3 separate regions of the Mus musculus genome follow, and all the other regions are linked to region 1. A link is a contact called in public Micro-C data. All regions are on one chromosome and are shown on one strand. The core of a region is the stretch at or near the end of the contact, and the rest is flanking DNA. Distances in the headings are between cores, read along the strand shown.

The links. A called contact is a pair of places that touch in the nucleus more often than the background predicts.
Region 2: a contact with region 1 is called in a Micro-C map of embryonic stem cells, with 3 times the contacts expected there. The contact joins the enhancer-like site here to the promoter of Nxph3 in region 1. A contact is called at or near these places in 2 of 39 promoter capture datasets (embryonic stem cells and pre-B cells), 9 of 15 datasets of contacts at CTCF or cohesin (the G1E-ER4 cell line, the NIH/3T3 cell line, embryonic stem cells and 4 more), 175 of 484 Hi-C or Micro-C datasets (the 63-12 cell line, the AML12 cell line, the AtT-20 cell line and 101 more), 21 of 115 datasets of contacts at active chromatin or transcription factors (the HPC-7 cell line, the NIH/3T3 cell line, T-cell acute lymphoblastic leukemia and 14 more) and 3 of 9 other capture datasets (adipose tissue, embryonic stem cells and liver).
Region 3: a contact with region 1 is called in a Micro-C map of embryonic stem cells, with 1.8 times the contacts expected there. The contact joins the promoter of Dlx4 here to the promoter of Nxph3 in region 1. A contact is called at or near these places in 9 of 39 promoter capture datasets (the 3T3-L1 cell line, embryonic stem cells, hippocampal neurons and 3 more), 1 of 15 datasets of contacts at CTCF or cohesin (large pre-B cells), 7 of 484 Hi-C or Micro-C datasets (the HPC-7 cell line, bone marrow-derived dendritic cells, embryonic fibroblasts and 3 more), 9 of 115 datasets of contacts at active chromatin or transcription factors (the 230-238 cell line, astrocytes, bone marrow-derived macrophages and 5 more) and 2 of 9 other capture datasets (adipose tissue and macrophages).

What each region holds. Positions count from the first base shown.
Region 1 is chr11:95,513,269-95,515,862 of GRCm38.p6, forward strand. Nxph3 (neurexophilin 3) reads right to left here and starts at 1,297. Exons shown (of 2, transcript NM_130858.3): 1 at 892-1,297. The coding sequence starts at 945.
Region 2 is chr11:95,104,532-95,107,125 of GRCm38.p6, forward strand. No RefSeq gene overlaps it. Among named protein-coding and RNA genes, the nearest start is that of Dlx3, 14 kb to the right of the region's middle. Within about 2 kb of position 1,295, at least 85 of the 459 cell types and tissues checked have an H3K27ac peak or open chromatin away from gene starts, as enhancers often do. A contact at or near this core is called in the AML12 cell line, the C2C12 cell line, the CH12 cell line and 18 more, where this site is marked.
Region 3 is chr11:95,144,518-95,147,111 of GRCm38.p6, forward strand. Dlx4 (distal-less homeobox 4) reads right to left here and starts at 1,284. Exons shown (of 3, transcript NM_007867.4): 1 at 679-1,284. The coding sequence starts at 964. It overlaps Dlx4os (distal-less homeobox 4, opposite strand), which reads left to right and starts at 536. Exons shown (of 3, transcript NR_040279.1): 1 at 536-757.

The DNA.
Region 1 (2,594 bases), core at 47-2,546:
AAATGGTTGAGACAGTCAATAGCTCAGTAGTAAAGAGGGCCACAGGAAAGGGCCAAGCAGGGAAGACATCCTCCCTAGTCCTAGAGTGGACTAGGAATGGAAGGGTTGCTGTCAATGGGAATTGTTTTGAGGAAGGGGGCCGTTCCAGTGGCGCCGAGGCGGAGGCTTCTCCAGGACAGGATTAGGGTCGGGACAGATGTGGGGCGGTGGGCGCGGGTCGCGAGAGAGTTAAGCTACAGGGTAGGGTCCAGGGTGGGGTTCCAAGGCACCCTGGGCCGCGGGGGAGCGGGGTCTGGGCGCTCAGCTCAGCTGCTTTGAGCGCCTGGGGCGGGAGCCGCCTGCCCAGGTCCTGTGGGGCTCGGGCTGCGCGCTGCCGGGAGAGGCGAGGAAAACAACAGGCGAGGAGGGAGGGAGCGAGAGGGACGGCGGGAGGCAGGGACGCGGGGGCTGCCCCCGGTCCGCCCGGGTTTGGCGCGCCAGGGCCCACAGTTCGGGATTCTCTGGGCCCCAGAGGTCAAAGAAGAATACCGCGTCCCCTGGCCGGGCAGGTCACCTGCCCCACCCCCGTTTCGCGCGTCCTGGGATGCTGCTACGAGAGGTCGGGTAATCCTTGGCTACTCAGCTTGGGGGGCCTTTTCCCTAGTGTCACTCGCACCTCCCGCGATCAGCCGCGGAGTGGGTGGGCCATCCAAGCACCCTCCTCCCCGCCCCTATTAACCCTTCCAGTCCGGCCTCTGGCCTCGGACCCGCCCTCTCCCCTAGCCTCCAGCGTTCACCGCATCCCCAGGATGCCGGGGTGGGGGGAGGGAGAAAGTTTCAGGGCTCCGCAGCTTCCCGCGCTCTCCCCATCCCCTGGCCCCCGCCCTGCGCCGCTCCCCGCGGACCACTCACCAGATAGAGGCTGCCCTGCACTAGGAACACGAAGCAGCAACGGGTCAGTTGCATCTTCCTCCTTTGCTCTCACCCGTCTCTCTTTTCCTTTCGGGGTCCCAGGCCCCCTCCGTCCCGGACTGCTCCTTCAGGCGCGCTGTCCCATGCTCCGGTCCCCGGTGGCTCGCGGCCCTCCCCTCAGCCAGTTGCTGGGACCGACCCCGCCCCCTTCGGTCCAGCTGTGCAGCCGCCGCCCCCTCCCCGAGTCCAGCTGCTCGCCGCGCGGTCCCTTCTCCCAGTCCCAGATGTGCGCCCGGAGCGTCTCGAAGGGGCTCCGGCTGAGCGGTGACTCTGCCGCTCCAGACAGGCGCTCGGCGCCCGGCTTGTTTCCAGAGGCTCGGCTCTCACCCAGATGTGCTGGGGACCTGCGCGCGCGCCCGTCCCCGGTGCTAATTCCCCAGACCAGACGGCCCCTCCCGCCCCGTCGTGGCGCGCCCCCTGGCGGACGCCCCGGGCCACGCCGAGCCGCGGCCGCCCGCTCCCCGCTCTGCGCCCCGCCAGACTGGAGCGCTCCTGGCGCCCAGGCGCCTCCCGCTTCCTCGTCCCTCCCACTGGCGGCGGCGGCGGCGGCAGGTACGGTGAGCCCAGTCGGTACCTCCGGATTTAACTCCTCCCCTGCCGGCCAGCAGCCTGGGGACCTGGGACGCCCAATTTCCAGCGTAGGGGACAGGAGGAGGGCGGAGGAGCTCTGGGTGAGGAGGCAAGAGGCTGGAAGACCGCGGATGGGGACACCAGCTTTTCCGCCCTTCTGGCAGCGCGCCTTCTTTTCTGTAGCGGGCACACGGGAATCTGTCGCTCTACCTACCTCCACCCTAGGAGTCCTAGAATTTGGAAAGACGACTCTCCCTAAATCCATTTTTAAGGGCTCAAGGATATTTACAGCGGATCACAGCTGATGGTTCCTGCAAGACTTGATGAGGGTGCTAAGGGAAGTTCTTCTAAGTGTCTAGCTCGCACCCTTTTTCCTAGCACATTCGTTCCTTTTCTTCTTAGACGACCTAAGAGCAATCAGTACGAAGCATTTGGTTGAGGCGCTGGGCTGAAGAGACCACTAGGGTCCAGGCTGGGTTCTGAGGTTGGGGTAAGGGTTTGCCTCCTGAGAAATAGAGGCATAAATGGCGTGAACAGGCCTCTCAGAGCATGTTCTTCCCTACCCATTTCCCACGGCACAGGTGTCACCAGGCGGAAAAGGGCCCCACCCCAGTGGGGTCCTAGGTTGCTCTGTTCTCTTCAAATCACCAAGACAAGAAAGATTAAGACCTAGACAAGAGATCCCAAAGGGTCAGGACCACCCTCCTGCCCTCAATGGCTAGACATCCTTCTGAGCTCTTTACAACTCCTTTGGTCTTTAGAAAAACAAAAGGTCGAATCCTAGGACCCGCATGGAGGCATTTGGAGTGGCCCCAGCCTACACTGGGTCTACCGGAAGCTCTCCACACTCTCTTCTGTGGCCCTCTGAGATCCAGTGTGGTCCCTGGCTGCAGCCCCCAGCTCACACCCAGCCTCCTCCCCCACCATCTGCCAGGCGTTGTGCGAGGAATGCAGATGAATCTTAATATCAGCCTGGGCCAAGTGCAAAGAGGGAGAGACTGCAGAAGGAGGTAGCTTGGATGAGCCCCCTGTCTCCTGGGTGCCCTGGGCCTTTCGGGCTCTTTGCAGTGTGT
Region 2 (2,594 bases), core at 45-2,544, 410 kb before region 1:
AGGTCAGCTCTGCCTCCCGCAGGACAGTCAGTCGGCCTGTAACCTGTGCATCTGTGTGTTCTTGCGAGAAGTGTTAGTGTGGACTCTGACAGCTAATATTAGGAGTTGAGATTAGAATCAAAGAAACTGTTAACAACCACAGGAAAAAATCAGAACAACTGGCAAATCTCTGCCAACCGAACCAAGGCGGCTTGGGAATGTATTGTTTTTTTTCAATAAATTCTGATATTGTGGAGGACACAACGCTCTATGTTTCTGATGTAATATGTTGAGGATAACTGGGGATGTGGCTCATGGGTTGATGTTTGACTATCATACCCCATTTTAGCATTAGGACAACACTGTTGAAGTACTAACCAAACCAATACCTAGGTGCTTCTGAGAAGACTGGCAGGCATCTTAGCCAGAGAGTAAGTGACCTAGGTACAGGTGGGAGGCAGGAAGGCTGGCCTTCACCGTTAGCCTTGTAAAGACGGGAAGGGAGCTCTGAAAAGAAATCGCTCCAGGATAGAGAGAGTCAGGAAAAGAGAAGGAGGGGGGAGGGGAGAGGGAAGGGGGGGAGGAGGAGGAGGAGGAGGAGGAGGAGGAGGAGGAGGAGGTGGTAAGGGCTAGGGGAACCAGGGCTGGAAACCCAGAACACGGTGTTCCCAAGGGTGGAAGGGACCATGGCCATAGAAGGCAAGTCCTAGACCCAAGACACATAGAAAATGGTCAGAGCAGAAGCAGTCTGCACGAAATAAATTCTACTCACCTGTCTCTCGACTCACATCAGCATTCAGAGATGGAAGAGAGAAGGCAGCTGAGAAGGGCAGGGGGCGGGGACAGAACATAAAACAAAACAAAAAAAATCCGAGGGGAACAGAGCAGGAAGAGAAAGAGAGCCACCGAGAGGAGACCTTGGAGCAGCGCACAGTGTTGAAGAAGACCTCTGAGGGGTGCAGGGAAGGAGCGAACAGAGATAGCCCCGCAGAAGCCCAGCTAAAGCAGACCCACAGACCCAGACCAAGGACTTTAAGCCGCCCCCACCCCCACCCCCCGCCCGCATTCTTCCTTCCGGCTGACCTCCCCGACTCAGCCCGGAGGGAATGCGCGGAATGTGATGAACTGATAAAGAGCGGAACTCCCACTCCACCTGGCACCCGAGCGCTTGGCGCGCCAGGCCTTGCCCACCTCTTAGATGTACTTGCAGGGAACACAACACTAATGGGGAAGAGGACTGCTAGGGAGGTCTCAGTAGAGCGCCTCGGATGTGGGGCCAGCGGCCAGATGCCAGAGCTGTGGGCACAGCTAGATGCCTCCCAGCTGAGCTGTGCTGTGAGTCGCCAGACCCGGGACCCTGGATAAGGGAGGATGTGAGCTGGGGCAGAAGTGGCAGATCTCTTCTGGAATCAGAAACCTGTTCAAAGAATGGTTTCCAAGATACTCTCTGTCCCCTGTAGGCTCAGCATCCTTAGGGTGTAAACCCTTGAAGCCCCGTGGTTCTTATTAAGGTGGGAAGCAGGCACCTCCACGTTAGATCAGGGCAACTCCTTGGGCAAAGGGTGCCAGGTACTGGGTGAGTTCCTCAGTGCCGCCTCCTACACATCACCCTGCTTGGCACAGGTGGGTGGGTCCCCATGATCTCCTTCTACACATAGTTGTGTGCAGTAGACCACCTTCATCTGGACCATGCATGCAGGGCTCTGTGTGAGGAACTAAGGCCTGGGCAGTGTACAACCCCAAACTCCCTGGTCTTTAGAGGATGTCCTTAGGAGGGGACCCTGTCAACAGCCAAAGAGAAGATGCTTCCAACACACCGGAAACTAGTGACATGGGGGGTGGGGTGGGGGGACGGAGGAGGGGCAGCGAGGGAGATTCGAAGAAAACAGATGGATTCCCAAGCATCCCAGGCCCAGGCGTCTCTAGTACCCATCCTCAGCTCCCTGGCTACTTCTGAGAAAAGCTGCTGAAGAGAGCAGAAGGAAGCAGCAGGAGAGGGGGCTGGGATTGGCGGTTTGAGGTTGAGCGTGTTTAGAGGAAGAAGAGAGATGGGGAAAACCTCAGCCCCAGGGACCATTGTGTGGCTACACCTGAGACCCGCTGCGGGCGACCTGATACAGGGCAGCGATCCAAACATTGCGCAGGGCCCACTGCCTGCTGGCTCTGCTACAGAGGGAAAGGATAGGAGCACCATCCCAAGTGGCTGCAGCGGGAAGAAACCCAGGCAGTCCGCCATGTGGCTTAAGACCTGGCCCACAGACACCTGCCGCCATTGTAGGCCTGACCAGCGACAGCCTGTACCGCCCGCTGAGCAGAGAGGGAGGGTGAAGTGCCTAGAACATCCGTCCACCTTGTCCTAGCCACATCTAAAACAGTGCCTCCTGGCACAAAAATGTGCTTGGGGAATAGAAACCATGAATGAATGATAATCGAATAAATGACCGAAGGATGAATAAGCAAACCCATCACTCAACCGAGTTATCCTAATTCCCAGCCGCTAGTCCTTTGGAAGTGGGCGGGCCTGCCACCTGGTGGTGACCATGGTAACTGCAGTCACTATAAGCGCCTGCCCCCACAGTGTAGGTAGGATCTGGAATTGGCTCTTCCTCAGGTTA
Region 3 (2,594 bases), core at 34-2,533, 370 kb before region 1:
TCTAATGTATCCCAAAGTTAAAGGTGGAGATGGTAAAGATGTCTTAGGCACAAGGCAGAGGAGGCCAGGGAAAGAGCTGGAGACTGGTAGACCAGCCTGTAAGTTTATTATTTGAGCAACAGTTGGTGGGGGTCTTATACCCAGATCCTGCAGGGTATAGGCACCTCCAGGAAAAGGGGGTGGGGCCCAGGAAAGGAGAAGGAACCCAGCCTAGTTGTCTACCTATCTCCAACTGGAAACTGATTTCTGTTTAGTAGTGTTTGATTTATATACTGGTTTCTGAGACCAGAACTCAAAAGGGATGATGTCGGAACGGAGTGAAGGATGAGGAGAATCACAGGGAAGGGGTTAGATCTCCACCTCTCCATCTGGATTAGGGCAAATTTCCGTTACACAGGTACTCACACAGCTCCACTGCTCCAGGGGGTGGGGTAGGGAGCCCTCCCGCCTGGCTTTTCAAAACTGCAAATCGAAACCAGGTCGAATTTAAAAAGGAGACCTAGATCAACTTGCCTCCGCTCCTCCCCCATCCTTCGCCCTCCCCCTACCGCAGATTCCTGGGTATCGGAGAGAGAAGCGTTTGAATCCCTCTAGTTGCGCGCAAGCAGAAGAACGCGAAATTTATGCAAAGACAACCCAGACCCCAGAGGTGAGGAGAGCCGCCGCGGTCACACTTACCTGCTTCGAGCTCCTGCGGGTGTTCAGCCGGCCTGTGAAAGGGCTGAGATGGCGCCACCAATTGTTGCTGGCGGGGCAGGTAGGAGTCTCCTGGGGTTGCCGGCCCAGGGTGGGAATAGGACCGGGGGTGGCCGTAGGACTGGGAGTAGGACAAATCGGGAGAAGCTGCGGTTCCCGGGGATAGTCCGAGCGGGTAAGCAGCCACTACCGACAGGGCGGGGGCGAGGTCCGGGAAGACAACGTTGGAGGCACCACGGTCAGGAAGGGGACAGGGTAAAGAGGTCATTGCGGCCGGTGCCGGGCCACAGGGCCTAGGTCATGGCCCGCACGCTGTCTACTCTTTCTGCCAGCTCCTTTCAAAGTCTCCAGCTCCAGCAAGCCACTCTTACACTTCAGATGCCTGGAAAAATGTCTCTCTGAGCCTCTTCCGGCAGAGAACTCGCACCCGGGAAAGGGTTTTTTGGGGTACCCCGTGGTTTTACCCTTCCCCATCTTTTCCTCTGGGTTCGGTTCCCGGGACCCCAGGGGTCCCCCGCCCACTTAGACACCCCGGATTGGCTATTCCTTGGTGACCTCAAGCTGAGCCCGCCCCCCACCCCTCGTGTTAGCGTGCACCGGGAAACGGGAGGGATGCGAGCTCCGGACCCCACATCCCTGCATCAACTCCGAGTTCCTGGGGAATCGGTAGAGTCAGGAAGTCTCAGTAACGATGTTCAAGGTGCTAGGAAATTGGGCCTGGGATGGCTAGGGGACGAGGGAAGCTGCGCGGTAACTAGAGACGCTTTGGAGACTCAGAACCTGTGTGCGCGTCGCGCGGGTCTGCATGGCCCCACGCTGCCAGGGCTCTGCGAGGGAGTGGAAAAAGCAGCTAGCCAGCGCCGGCCGCTTATTCAGCGCGTCGGAATGCGTAGCTGCAGAGCGATGGCAGTTTGTTGGTAAACAGACGCTGGGGCCTGGAGGGTGCCGCCTGGCGCCCAGCCTGCCCCGCACGCGCGTGGCGCGCACGCCCCCGCCGAGCGCCCAGAGCCTGGCACGCCGCGACCGCCGCCACTGCGCCTCACCACCCCCAATGCAAGCTTCCGCTTCCGGCAGGGGCCCCGGTTTAGTTGCGACACCACAGCTCCTGCAGGCCCTTGAGGCTGCTGGAGGGAATCTGCTGTCTGGGATTCGCCTGTACCGAGCCCCGCCTTTTCTGGCACTCTGCAAAATGTAGCCTCCCAGGAACTGGGGCAAAATCTGGGAGTGGGGATGAATCTAGTTTGATGGCTCCTGGGAGGGCACAGAAAATATGGCTAACTCCATTGTACTTCCAGACTGTGTTCGGGACCTGTCTCTTAGCAGGACAGGAGGCCTTAATGAACACCATGTATGCAAGCATCTGTTGCCACGTGCACAAAAATACATAGAGTCTTCATCCAACATATATTGTTACATACCAATATCCCTCTACGAAAAGAGGCTCATTTATGGACCGGCAAACACAGACTTTAAGGTGTGGTGTATATACAGCTGCATCCCCAACCATGGGCAACTCTTTGAATAAAAGCACAGGATTGAGGTGGATGAGATGGCTCAGCAGACAAGAGATGAAGAGCAATTAGGTTGCCACCAAGCCTGACCATCTGAGTTGGAGTCCCCAGGACCATATAATGGAAGAAAAAACAAACTCCCAAGAGCTAGTCTCTTGAGCTCCATATGTGGGCTCTGTTATGCATGGATCTTCACACATACGCATAACCCAAACATAAATAAATGTAATATTTTTATTTAAAACACATTGTGCTTACCTGGCACATATGCTTGTATATTACAAGTCAAATCACTAATTTTCCTTCTCAGAAATAAGGCTGTCCAAACGTGAACATATATGCTCATGTGTGGGCTACCCTTTCCCACACATCTAAGCTGCTTTGCAA